Regions from separate parts of the Mus musculus genome. Here all the other regions are linked to region 3. A link is a contact called in public promoter capture Hi-C data. All regions are on one chromosome and are shown on one strand. The core of a region is the stretch at or near the end of the contact, and the rest is flanking DNA. Distances in the headings are between cores, read along the strand shown. Region 1 has its middle 30 kb from the start of Gm29945. Region 2 has its middle 23 kb from the start of Fignl1. Region 3 holds the start of Ikzf1 (IKAROS family zinc finger 1). Region 4 overlaps Ikzf1 (IKAROS family zinc finger 1).

Region 1 (3,100 bases), core at 233-2,732, 98 kb after region 3:
TGGAACTTGCTATGGTTTCCAGCTCACAGAGATGATCAACATGTCACTGCCTCCTGATTGCCAAGTTTAAAGTTGTGTGACACCATACCTGCCAGCCATTGTATGTAAGGTATGTGTGAGTATGAGTGAGCACATGCCACACTGTACATGTGGAGGTCATAGGACAACTTCAGTGCCACTTCTTTTTAACTGTGGGTTCTGGGGCTTGAACTCAGGTCACTGGGCTTGTGTTTTAACCTAGAGCCATCTCAGTGGCCCTTTTACAGGTTTTTTTTTTTTTGGATTTTCGAGACAGGGTTTCCCTGTGTAGCACTGGATGTCCTGGAACTCACTCTGTAGACCAGGCTGGCCTCAAACTCAGAAATCTGCCTGCCTCTGCCTCCCAAGTGCTGGGATCAAAGGCATGCACCACCACTGTCTGGCTACAATTGTTTTTAAACTTATGATAGTTTCATAATCGATGACATCCAGGAATGAAGAAAATAGACTCCATTTTCTTCCTTGTAAGTCTCGCTTTGATTTTGAGCATGAGCGATTGGATGTATAACAGAGTAATTTGAGATCTTGAGTAATAACGAATGATCATCTGCCTTTGGTAATCCGTAAAATGCAGCCACAAAGTAAGTCTCTGTCTGGAGCCAGTGGAGATCTATATTTACATTTTCGAGCAGGACCTGCTCCCTTTAAACCCCAAGATGCTACTGAAGATCTGAAGAGAGAAGGACACTGCTAATGGGGGTATTTGCTTTTTGTTTTGCTTTTTCATCTAAAAAGAATAATTTTAATCAATTTTTAAGGATTTAACAAAATACAAAAAGGTGAAGTTACCAATAACTGAAACACATAAAACAACAAAGTCTAAGTCCTGGCTGGATAAGAGAAGGGTGAGGAAGATATATGCTATCAAGATCATGTGTGTGTGTATGTGTGTGTGTGTGTGTGTGTGTGTGTGTGTGTGTGTAGTGAGTGTTGTATGTATGTATGTGTATGTTGTGTGTATATTGTATGAATCTGTGTGTTGCGTGTATGCTGTGCGTATGTGTGTGTTGTATGTGTGTATGTATGTGTGTTATATGTATGTGTGTGCATGTGTGTTTGTATGTGTGTGTGTGTATAGTGGTCATTATTTTCTCCCTTGAAATATACAAGTTGAAGAAATGACCAACAATGTATCACTGTCAGGAAGACGTGCAGTGTTGAATCTTACACTGGCTAACTTTCCCCCATGTCCTAGGTGAATCCATGATGAAGAACTCTAAACCCTATACATAAGTCAAAGATGTCTGCAAAATGACTCCAGAAAACCTGCAGCATCCAGGACCATAACCACTCTGTTTCTACATTTGGTTCCAGACAAACAACAAGGCAGGACGCACATGTCAATTTTGATGCTAACTATACTTTTACCTAAGCACAGTGATGTTCAGTGCTTAAGTATGTGGCTTTCCCCTCTGGCTCCCCAGTTTAGAAAGGTCAGCATGTGCAATCATGCATGATGAAAAGAACAAAATGGGGAAGGTAACCTTTGGCTGAAAGTAGGAAATTAATTCTCAGAAGTGCCAGCCTGAAACCCAAATCCTGGTTCCCTGCACCAAAGAATGATGCAATGTGCTTTCTATTAATAGCAACTTAGATAAGTTAACTGGTTAAGAATCGCATGGACTGGAGCTCCCACCTGCTCAGAGGAGAAGAGGGGGGAAGGGTTATGGGAGGGGATGACTGGGTGGTGGACAGTACGCAGGATGTAAAGTGAATAAATAAAAAAAAAATAATCCCCTGGAGTTAGAAAACTTTGTCGAAGATAAAAATATTTGATATTTGAAATGTAAATAAAGAAAATATCTCTACAAAATGAGTTTCAGGACAGCCAGGGCTACACAGAGAAACCCTGTCTCGAAAAAACAAAAAACAAACAAACAAACAAAAATCTAATAAAAAAAAAATTTGATACTTTCCACCCACTTGAACAAGAGTTGGGAACCCCTCCCCTTTCTCCCGGTTTTCAAAGAAGCCAGCCTCCCTCCACTGACAGCACCAGATGCTTACTTTGTTTTAGATCTGGGGACCTATTCCTGTGCATTTCTGCCTGTCAATATGCCTGGTGGTGTGGTGCAATGGGAAGAGCTGTGGCATAGGGTCGGAAGCCTTCCTGAGAGTCCCTCCTCCTCCATTTGTTTACTGTTAAGCCAAGCCATATGTTGGGTTTTTGGAATGTGGGAAGGAAACCATTACAGCCATATAACTCAAAAGTTGTTAAATTATTGTATGTGTTTCCAGCATATTAATAGTGTGTGTATGTGTGTGGGGGGGTATTGGGACACCACATTTGGAACGCTCTAATTTTGAAGCATTGTGTGAGTCTGTCATTGGACTTCATGGCCTTGGGAAAAGACATTTGAGAAAGTCATGTTGGAGGAGGGAGACTGCTTTCAGAGACTGCTATGGTTTCAGTTGCTTTGGGTCTGTGATAGTGCCATTATCTACACAGTGACAGTGGGGGGATTGTGACAGAGGAAGTCATCTCATGGCAGTAGGAAGCAAAGATCAGAGAAAAAGATTGGAGGCCCAGTATCTCTTTGATGAACATGCTCCAAATGACCCAACTTTCCTCAGGCCTCACTTCTACTACTTTCAAATAGCACCACAAATTGTTTCTTTTAATTAATTAATTAATTAACTAATCAATCAATCAATCAATCAATTCATTAACATCCGTCCCAGTCCCCCCCTCACAGAGTCCCTCCCTCACTCTTCCCTCCCCTTCTACTCTGAGAGGGTGGGTTCCCCTGGGTATCTCCCCAACTTGGCGCATCAAGTCTCATGCAGGTTTATGTGCATCCTCTCCCACTGAGGCCAGACAAGTCAGTCCTGTTGGGGAATGGATTCCACAGTCAGGCAACAGCATTAGGGTTGTCCCTGTTCCAGTTATTCCAAACCCACATGGAGAATTAGCTGCATATCTGCTACATGTGTGCTGGGGACTTGGTTCAGCCTGTGTATGCTCTTTGGTGGTTCAGTCTCTGTGAGCTCCCAGGGGTCCAAGTTAGTTGACTGTAGGTTTTCCTGTGGATTCCTTATCCCCTTTAGGGCCTTCAATCCT
Region 2 (2,802 bases), core at 263-2,762, 100 kb before region 3:
TGTGATCATGTCTTCCTTTAATGTTTTTTTTTTTTCATAGAAAGTTTTAGAAAGTGTTTTATATTCTTTAATTAGATTATAAATTAGTGGACTTCTATAAGGCTTCTTCATGCATCCTTCTCCCCATCACCCTGTTCCCATCCCTACTTGAAACTTTAACTATCCCCCTGTTCTCTTATGTTGTCCTAGGCCTATTATCTCTCTGATTTTATATTATATATAATATATAACATGCATATACATATATATTACATGTATACTTTTTGAAATGGGATCTCACTATGGAGTCCTAGCTATCCTGAAACGTGTTATATAGACCAGGCTGGCCAAAAACTCACACAGATCCTCCTGTGTTATATAGATCAGGCTGGCCAAAAACTCACATGGATCCTCCTATCTCTGCCTTCCAAGGCCTAGATTAAAGGTATGCACCATCACACTGGGCTTAATGGTATTCTTTTACTTGATCCATAAAGCCACAGATTTCCATATGGCTTCTACATACATCCTTCATTTTGGTGACGTTTAAGTGTCTGGTGGCATAGGCCTGTAATTTACAGTTGCTTGTTAGGCTAAGGAAGGGTGACTGCTTCACTTGTGACAATGCAGCTCAGGTAATAAGATGCTTAAAGCCCAGGTGCCATGCCTAACACCACACTCCTTCTATTTGCCGGGTGTTAGATTTCCAGCAGATGGGTTTCTCCTGCAGGTTGTCTCTCTAGTGGTGACATGTGCTTTGAATCCAGTCTGAGTGAACTGTTCTCTTCCAGGCCAGGGGGGTATGGTGGGAGTGTGGAGATGTGGGAGGGAGGGAGTGGCCAGCTCATTCAGCAAACACAAGCTTAAGGGCTCTGTGGAAGCACAGTCCTTAGCACAGAGACACTTCACTGCATTACCCTTGCTGGGGATTGCACCAGCACTGCCTTCATACCCTGAGAGCCATAGCCAGAATGTATTCATTGTGTTTTGGTCCATGAAAGGGGTGAGGGTCTTATAGGCTACACAGGTACTCCCTGCAGACCACAGGCTATCTAGGTACAGGCTTGGGGTTAGGGTGTTCTGAGTGTGAGAATGGCTGTGACTTTCTCAAATCCCTTTGCTGCAGGGACCTTGAGAAACGGGGTGTCATTCAGGGGACTGTGCAGGATGGCCATACTAGGAGGGCTTGGGCCTTAGGATGGAAGCTTCCAGAGCTCCTTCCTGCCCACCTCTGCAGCCCAGTGGAGCCAGAATGCTCTGTGGAAGGACCTGCTGCTGACTGTAGTCAGTGTGTGTTGCACTTGGTTGCTTGTCTTCAAGCAGAGCTGCCAGGACAGCTGAAGTTGCTGGGACAGAAGGAGAGCTGCAATGCAAATACCTCTGGGAGGCCCGTGGAGTCCACAGAGTGAATGTGTGGAAATCGTGGCTTTCACAAAGAACATTTCTCTAGCTGCAGAGGAAATTAGGCAAGCGGTTTCTCTAGGAGAAGCAGAAGCAAGTGGAAAGTGATTTGCCTTCCTTTCCTCTTTCTCCCCCGGGAGGAGGATGATCCTGCAAGAACTGCCTAAGAGGCCTTTGCTTCCCTGTTTCTACAGATCCCACCCTCTGCCTGCTGGCCATTAGAGTTTCTCTTTTGCAGGTTGCTAGCTGGTGGGAGGGACTGGAGGTCACAGGAACCCACCAGGGCTCTGATGCAGCACTCTGAGCTTCCAGGGTCACCTCCACCATCAGCACTTCGAGTGGGACTGGCGTGAAGCAGAGGACCTTAAGCAAGGGCCATTTTCCTCCCAGGCAGAGTAAAAGGTCTATTCGCAAACAGAAGCGAAAGTTGCTGCAATCTTTAAACAATGAGTTAGGATTAAAACAGAATACAGTAGTCCAGGATGGCTTTCTGGGAATCTTATTGCAAGGGCATGGCTTACTTTGGAAGGAAATTTGACAGGTATCCACCTTCTGTGCCATGTACTGTGCTAGACCCTGGAGAGTCCCAAGGAGCAAGGCAAACAGCTACCGATCAGCTCTACCTCACAGAACTTGCTACATGGATGGAAATGCTTCTTGTTTGTATGATCCAATGTGGATGGCAGCGAGAGCCACAGCCAGAGCCAGAGCCAAATCCAACTTATTGAACATCTAGAATGTTTGCAACCAAGAGGTTGAATTTCCAGTTCTAATTAATTTTAATTAAGTTTGAATAGCTATACTAAGTTCATGCCTATGGCACAGCATTGTTATAACAAAATTTTCTATTTGGGGAATGAAATGTTTTTCCCTGTCTTTCTGGCATCCCACGTTACAGTGATTGGATGCATAGCATCCCTGTCTCCCAGCATGAAGTAAAAAACTCAGATTGCTGTTTGCTTCTGCCAGGTGTGACTTTCCAACATTTCTGTACTTTATTTTTCCATGGCCTCAGAATATCCCAAAGCAATATATGTATATACCTTGCATGCACTATTGCTATGGTGAGAATTTATCACCCCTTGACCCCTTTTAATGCTCAGTATAATCTTGCTGACATTATCATGTGTCAGGCTGCCCACTGGGTCCTTGGGGTGGTGAAAGGTGTAGCTTCCACTAGAAGGGCGATCTTAGGTGTGAACCTCTTTTCTCTAAGGAGCAAGGGTAGTAACTCCTTTGTCACATGTTATTGTCATCGCTGCCACAAAAATATTAAGTTTTTCTCTGTGCTTGTCCCATGCAAATGTTCCTCTGATGACTGCATGTCAGTGACTTCGGGAAATCTTTCTGATCCTTCAGATGATAAGAGCTGGTTGATCCCTGGGTGAGACTCTGTAAGGAAGGCAGGGCAGTGAGCAAGGC
Region 3 (2,871 bases), core at 145-2,644:
TATTTCCCTAACACCAGTTTGGTTCTGTAAGTTTAAAACAAGGCAGCTCAAAGATGAAATAGGTTGTCTGCAGCAGGGAGAGAAATTACGTGTGGGTTACTTGAGCAAAATAGCACATTAAAATTCAATCTGGGTGGGCTCCTGCCCGAAAGAAAACAGAAAATATTTCTGGCTCAGACCTTTTGAATTGATGCCCCTTTGGGTCACCAGATGCCATATCCTGCACTTCCAAATTAGAAGGAAATCGAAGGCTCATAAGATACCTTGGGAATCACCAGTGATGCTTAGCAATTTTAAAAAGCACATTTCAAATAATGTGCAAGCGTCCTGATGCCTATTTGATAACAGGGTCTCCTTGCGATAGTCTCATGACCTGTGATCAGACAGTGCGATGAGAAAAAGTATGTGTTTCAATACTCAGATCATTTTTGTTTTGCACAAAGCAAACTCAGACAGGATCTTATCAGTAAAGCAAATAGCTCTCGCATCGAAAATAAGGAAAGTCTTTACTCATGAGTTTGAAAACGCTGGCTTCCGTAATCTCGATAGATATGTCGATATAAACCTAAACATAAAAGCAGGACATTCTCTTCGTGGGACCCCGGGCTACTCAGAAGTGCCTCAACTGGCCTGGTCTGCACCTGCAGCCCCAGCCTAAAAAGGCAGAGGCTTTGACCTAAGTCAACGCTCTCACAGTCCTCAGAAAGAAAAAGATAGACGTGAGCGACACGGACACTATGGATTTCGAATGACTTTCCTTTCTTTCCTATTCCTAATTGAAAAAAACAAAAACAAAAATCCACCAGTTATCCCAAGTTTTTCTACTGAAATTTAATTCGAAAACACTCACGTGGATTTGTGCGCCGCGCTTTGGGGGCCAAGAATGATCCTGGGGCGCGAAGAGCAGCCGGGGATCTGGGGGCTCCTGCACCCCGCGGGACCTACCGGGTCTCCGGCAGCCGCGGCCGAGCGTCCCGGGATGGGCTGTACTGCGCCGGGCTGCCCCTGTCCCCGGCCCGGGCGCGGCCGCGCAGGCACTTGTTAGAGTGCCCTGCTAAGTTGGCTGCGGAGCAATTCCCAGCTTTCTTTCACAATGACTTCCTCAAGTTGCTCACTCGCATTGTTCCCCATTTCTCGCCACACTCCCCGCCCCCCGCGGGCTCCGACCCGGCTCCGAGCCCCTGGCAGCCCGGCTGTCCCGCACGACAGCGCCGCCCCGCTGCCGGGGCACCTGGCCCGGGCTCACCGCGCCGCCACCTGCGGCAGCCCGGAGCGCGCGCCCCTCGCCCCGCACCGTGCAAACTTTGGGTTGGCGCTTGCGACTCGCCTCCCGCTCGGCTTGTCCCACAGCCCACCCGGCCTGCGCGCACGGCACGCGGCTTCGGGACCCTGACGGGGACACTGAGCGGGTCAGAGGGAGGCACCCTCCCGTCCCGCGCCCGCCCTCGGGTCCCGCCTTCAGACGGCAACTCCGCGACCCGCCGGGCCGCGCACACAAAGTTTGCAGCCGCACGGGGCTCGGGCCCGGCCGCCGAGGGTAGCCGGGCGGCGGCGGGCACCGGCCGTACCTGCTGGCGCCGCCGGCGGCTGCAGCCCGCTCGCCCGCGCCGGGCCCGCTCGGCGCGCCGCCGCCACCCCCGCGCGCAGCGCGCCCGGGCCCTCCCCTTGGCGCCAAGCTTCCTCATTCCAGCGCAGCATCACGCCGCTGCCCCGCGCGGGATGCGGCGGCCCGCGCTTTGCCCGCGGGCCGGTCCGGCTCAACCGCGCCACTGCGGGACCCGCGCTCGACCCGCAGGGGTGCGGCACGTGCGGGGCCGGCGGGGAGGGGGAGGGGCCTCCCTGCCGCAGCGCCACGCGCGGGACAGCCGGGACAGCCGGGCGGTCGGGACACAGGCTCACTCGCCCAGTCGGGGAACACGGGACACTGTAAGGCACTTTCCCCGGTGTCTAAGAGCAACCGCTGCAAGCGCACAGCCGAGTCCCTGAAACTGGGACCCGTGGGCTCCCACGTTCGGGCTCAGACCCCAAGGTACTGATGCCCACCCTAGGGGGTGGGAAAAGTTGATCCTGTGCGAGTGAGGAGAAGGTGCAGTTCATTTTCCCAGACAACCAATGGAATACCTCTCGCGTCTCTTCCCTCCCACCTGCTCACAGAAGAAGTTAGGATGGCGCCTTCCATCCCGGCCTGTGTGCACACGCCAGCGTGGAAGGGGTCTATGGACAGAGGTGGGAGCAAGGCAATCCTACACCATGCTCCACGGCGCCGCAGACCTCTCCCTGGCGTGTCAGGCACGGAGTGCCTGCGTAGAGACAGGACTGCAGCCTCTGATGGTGCTCACACTCTACAAAGAGCCCATCGTCTTTCTGATTAGCTGGGCCACACCCGAAGGGGGCCAGACAGGCGTTAACCCTGAGCACAGAGGGAGAATCTTTAATTCCATACACACTGCCTGGTGTCCCTGCCTGGGTAGGGTGGGGGTGGCGGTGGCCTTGCCTCACCACTTTTCAAAACCACTTAGAAAGGCACAAAATAAAACTCTGGAGTACCCTTGAGAGGAGTGCAGGCAGCTATAGTGTTTGGGAGGAAGGCTCTGGGCCTCAAAGGGATAGGTTGTGCTGGTGGAAAGGAAGACACAGGCTTCCCAGGTGGCAGGAGGAGTGAGCCACAGGGACAGGCAGAAAATGTGACTCCAGGGCAGCTGAGCGTGGTCGGGGACACAGCTGTCCAGATAGTTGTGGCCTGGCTGCCATAACAGGACCCATGCACCTCGATGACATGCTTGGCCTCTACTATTCTTGAGAGAAGGCCTTTCAACACATAAAGTTTTCTTGGACGGTTTAGGCAACATCTACCAGTTTGTTTTTGGAGAT
Region 4 (3,000 bases), core at 155-2,654, 75 kb before region 3:
GAGCCATCTCACCAGCCCCCGTCACCAACGTTTTATTTGCACATCCTTTGTAGCACAGCTTCCATGGGGTAGCCTTACCAGGGTAGCATTCTTAAAAGCAATTACATCAAACCCTGAACTCTTATTTTCCAGACGTGGCTTTGTCTTTTCTGCAAATGGCACACTAAGCAAGGGAAGTCACAGTTTCCTTCACCAGCCCTACCGTGACCTCCATTCCTTCTACACCAAAGCATTCTTTCAATTACTCCCCATTCTCCTGCCATCTCCCATGTCCAGATAATTTTGACCCATGTCATCTTTATGTGCTCAGCTTCTGCTCCCATTGGGAGCATACCCCTGCTTTCTCTGTGATTCCAAATGAGATGATGCTGCCCAGTTTGGCCCTCAATGACCAGTACTGTTATAGTCAGAGCATCATGGGACAGCTTTACTCACTGCTTTCCAGTGAGTACTTGCGCAAAGCTGGGAAATACCCACTAGTCCTGCTCTAGATCCCAACACCAGCAAAGTAATTTTCCTTGTCTGCCTAGACTCCATGACCCCTTCACTGTATGGCATGCTGCTGAGGTCCTGCCCCTTTCTCAAAGTCCACCTCAGCTTCTCAAACACCTTATTTTTTCTTTCTTGGACATAAGGTTTCTTTTCTTGACAATGATAGTAGCTGATCTTCCTACTGAGGGCTTCTAAAATTTTTTTATATCTGTGGGGGCATTTTATGCTTCCGGTTGCCTTATGAGACACATAAAGAATGGAACCCAGGCTTGGGAAGGTTGGGTCATTTCCCCCATGTTGCCCCCATAGAGTTTACGAGCATCTCTGTTCTGACCTAAAGCTTGCCTTTGAGGCTAGTGATGCCATTCAGGCATCTGTCTCAGCTACTTCCTTGTCCTTACAGTGGTCCGCCTTAGCTGGCAGGCAACAGTGCCTCATGAACAACTCATTCCCTCTGCATTATTCCGCATAGGTAAGGATTCAGTGATCAGAACAGCAAGTCTAGCTGTACCCTTCCGCTGTCTTCTGAGGGGGCTCATTTCTGTTTGGTTCTTATTAGCCCTCACTGTCCTTGGAGGGGAGAAAGAGTTGATGTAACCATGTCAGAGCAGCCACAGAAACATCATACCAAAGGCTCCAAATGCTATGACACCCTATCTAATTCCTGGTAAAAGGTCTATCAGTTTGAATAATATTATTAGAAAAAATTTACAGTATTTAAGAAATAATAAGCTTTTTTTTCCAAAAGGGAGATTTTTTTTTGTTTTCTTCTACTTTCAAATAATTTTTGTCTAGAACACCCACATAATTCTAGGTTAAGAGACAGCAAACATTTAACTCTTACCAAGAAATTTCTGAGGCATAGAGCTCTTACGTTTGGCGACATTGCTTGCCAGCCTGTCCAGGACAAGGGACCTCTCTGCTCCTATCTTGCACAGGTCTTCTGCCATCTCGTTGTGGTTAGTTTCTTCCTTAATGACTAAAGTCAAAGACAGTTAGAGAGGCTAGTTTAGAAATGCTTGCACTTCAAGATCTTGCTGTATTCAGTGTTAACTGCACATTTGTCAAGTGCCAATAAGAGCCGATTTCTCATCCTGCAGCCCCTGGCAGAACCAGCTACAGCAATGCCAATGACTAGCCACCTGCTAGGACCCCATCCTCCACCTGTTCAACCCACATTATCCCTAAGACCAAAATAACAAGCTGCTGTCTACCACACAAGGTTGGACCACAGTGAATTAACTGTGTTACTTTGGAGGGTCTTTGTCAAGATTGCCTTAACCAAATTTAACAACAACAATGAGAACCAAATATCATCTGGTCCAGAAATGAACAAAGGGTCTAAAGTCACAACTCTATAGGGAGCAGTCCCCAACCACACAGCACATGTCTAATGACCACACAGCAATCACACAGGGTAGGAAGCCGAGCAGCCATTAAGGTAAACACAGACATACAGGTTAGCTCATTCCATCTGCTTTTCTATACCAACTCTCCCTGCCCATAAGTGAAGAAGATACAAGTTTGTCTCCTGCATAGTCTCTTCTATCCTGACACCTAGTTTGCAAGGCAGGGACTTCTAAAATATATAATTCCTTCATTCCCCAGGAGCTTAGAGTGTAAAGTGATCAGCTTCTACTTTTTAAACAGCTCTTCCCATACTGTTCCTGCCTTGTGTGTTTCCCTTCTCAGGCCATTGATTTACCATAGGTTTATCTGGTTCTATCTAGTTTATCTTCATGCTCCTCAAAGAGTTCCTTGACCCATAGCTACATCTTCACATAATCCTAGTCTTGTCAATATTTAAATATATTTTTTTCTGATAGATTTTTTTTTTACAATAAATGGATATTCACAATGGCTCAGCCTTCATTCACTCCATCATCTTCTACATCTCCCCCTTGCCCAGGATGACCTGGTAGTTTCTGCCACTTGGGTATTCTGTACCTTGCATGCCCACACAATCCTTATGCATTTTTTATATCGTCACTTTAAAACCTGCATTTCTAGTCAAATACTACTGCTGGCATATTCTGTTAACAGTGAATTATGAGGGTGTCTTGTTAAATAGCTCAACATTCAGCCCACTCTGATTAATAGGAGGAAATACAGAAAGTCATAAAATCTAATTCTAGAAGTCATTCATACATGTGATTTATCAAGCTAATTTACATATCTTCCCTTCTCTCAGGTGCTCCATCTCTCAGGTGACATCATACCACACCTCTGAGCCCAGTACTTTTTCCTCTGTCCTTGGTGCATGTGAGGCTCAGGAGATAGTTCCTTATCCTATGCAGATATAGGCGAAATGTAACAGGTATCCTTAACCTTTTTACTAAAGAAAATCATATTCAGAAAAACAAACCTTACTTTTACATCTCTTGAGCTTACATCTCTTGAGTTAGGCAGTTTTCAACTAATGGACCCAACCTAACTAGGTCCGTGGGAGTAATGAGGTGACCTGAGGGAGATGGAGGGTCAGGGTCAGGAGACAAATGAGAATGTACA

The links. Promoter capture Hi-C pulls out the DNA fragments that hold promoters and counts their contacts.
Region 1: a promoter capture Hi-C map of hematopoietic stem and progenitor cells shows a contact between it and region 3. The contact joins the enhancer-like site here to the promoter of Ikzf1 in region 3. A contact is called at or near these places in 9 of 39 promoter capture datasets (the C10 cell line, the HPC-7 cell line, HPC-7-derived erythroid cells and 6 more), 2 of 15 datasets of contacts at CTCF or cohesin (CD8 T cells and large pre-B cells), 9 of 484 Hi-C or Micro-C datasets (the 63-12 cell line, CD8 T cells, DN3 thymocytes and 6 more), 11 of 115 datasets of contacts at active chromatin or transcription factors (the 230-238 cell line, CD8 T cells, the HPC-7 cell line and 7 more) and 4 of 9 other capture datasets (adipose tissue, bone marrow-derived macrophages, liver and 1 more).
Region 2: a promoter capture Hi-C map of pre-B cells shows a contact between it and region 3. The contact joins the enhancer-like site here to the promoter of Ikzf1 in region 3. A contact is called at or near these places in 10 of 39 promoter capture datasets (the C10 cell line, the HPC-7 cell line, cranial neural crest and 6 more), 1 of 15 datasets of contacts at CTCF or cohesin (CD8 T cells), 21 of 484 Hi-C or Micro-C datasets (B cells, the G1E-ER4 cell line, the MNK3 cell line and 14 more), 7 of 115 datasets of contacts at active chromatin or transcription factors (the 230-238 cell line, the SCID.adh cell line, T-cell acute lymphoblastic leukemia and 4 more) and 5 of 9 other capture datasets (adipose tissue, embryonic stem cells, liver and 2 more).
Region 4: a promoter capture Hi-C map of pre-B cells shows a contact between it and region 3. The contact joins the enhancer-like site here to the promoter of Ikzf1 in region 3. A contact is called at or near these places in 9 of 39 promoter capture datasets (the C10 cell line, the HPC-7 cell line, cranial neural crest and 6 more), 1 of 15 datasets of contacts at CTCF or cohesin (CD8 T cells), 4 of 484 Hi-C or Micro-C datasets (CD8 T cells, bone marrow-derived macrophages, pre-B cells and 1 more), 7 of 115 datasets of contacts at active chromatin or transcription factors (the 230-238 cell line, CD8 T cells, the SCID.adh cell line and 4 more) and 3 of 9 other capture datasets (adipose tissue, liver and pancreatic islet).

The regions. Positions count from the first base shown.
Region 1 is chr11:11,586,008-11,589,107 of GRCm38.p6, reverse strand. No RefSeq gene overlaps it. Among named protein-coding and RNA genes, the nearest start is that of Gm29945, 30 kb to the right of the region's middle. Within about 2 kb of position 1,482, at least 18 of the 459 cell types and tissues checked have an H3K27ac peak or open chromatin away from gene starts, as enhancers often do. A contact at or near this core is called in the 230-238 cell line, the 63-12 cell line, the G1E-ER4 cell line and 3 more, where this site is marked.
Region 2 is chr11:11,784,386-11,787,187 of GRCm38.p6, reverse strand. No RefSeq gene overlaps it. Among named protein-coding and RNA genes, the nearest start is that of Fignl1, 23 kb to the left of the region's middle. Within about 2 kb of position 1,512, at least 17 of the 459 cell types and tissues checked have an H3K27ac peak or open chromatin away from gene starts, as enhancers often do. A contact at or near this core is called in the SCID.adh cell line, adipose tissue, beige adipocytes and 3 more, where this site is marked.
Region 3 is chr11:11,684,448-11,687,318 of GRCm38.p6, reverse strand. Ikzf1 (IKAROS family zinc finger 1) reads right to left here and starts at 1,394. Exons shown (of 8, transcript NM_001025597.2): 1 at 851-1,394. It overlaps Gm11999 (predicted gene 11999), which reads left to right and starts at 1,684. Exons shown (of 4, transcript NR_166812.1): 1 at 1,684-2,029.
Region 4 is chr11:11,759,690-11,762,689 of GRCm38.p6, reverse strand. Ikzf1 (IKAROS family zinc finger 1) reads right to left here. Exons shown (of 8, transcript NM_001025597.2): 7 at 1,337-1,471. Among named protein-coding and RNA genes, the nearest start is that of Fignl1, 48 kb to the left of the region's middle. Within about 2 kb of position 1,404, at least 5 of the 459 cell types and tissues checked have an H3K27ac peak or open chromatin away from gene starts, as enhancers often do. A contact at or near this core is called in pre-B cells, where this site is marked.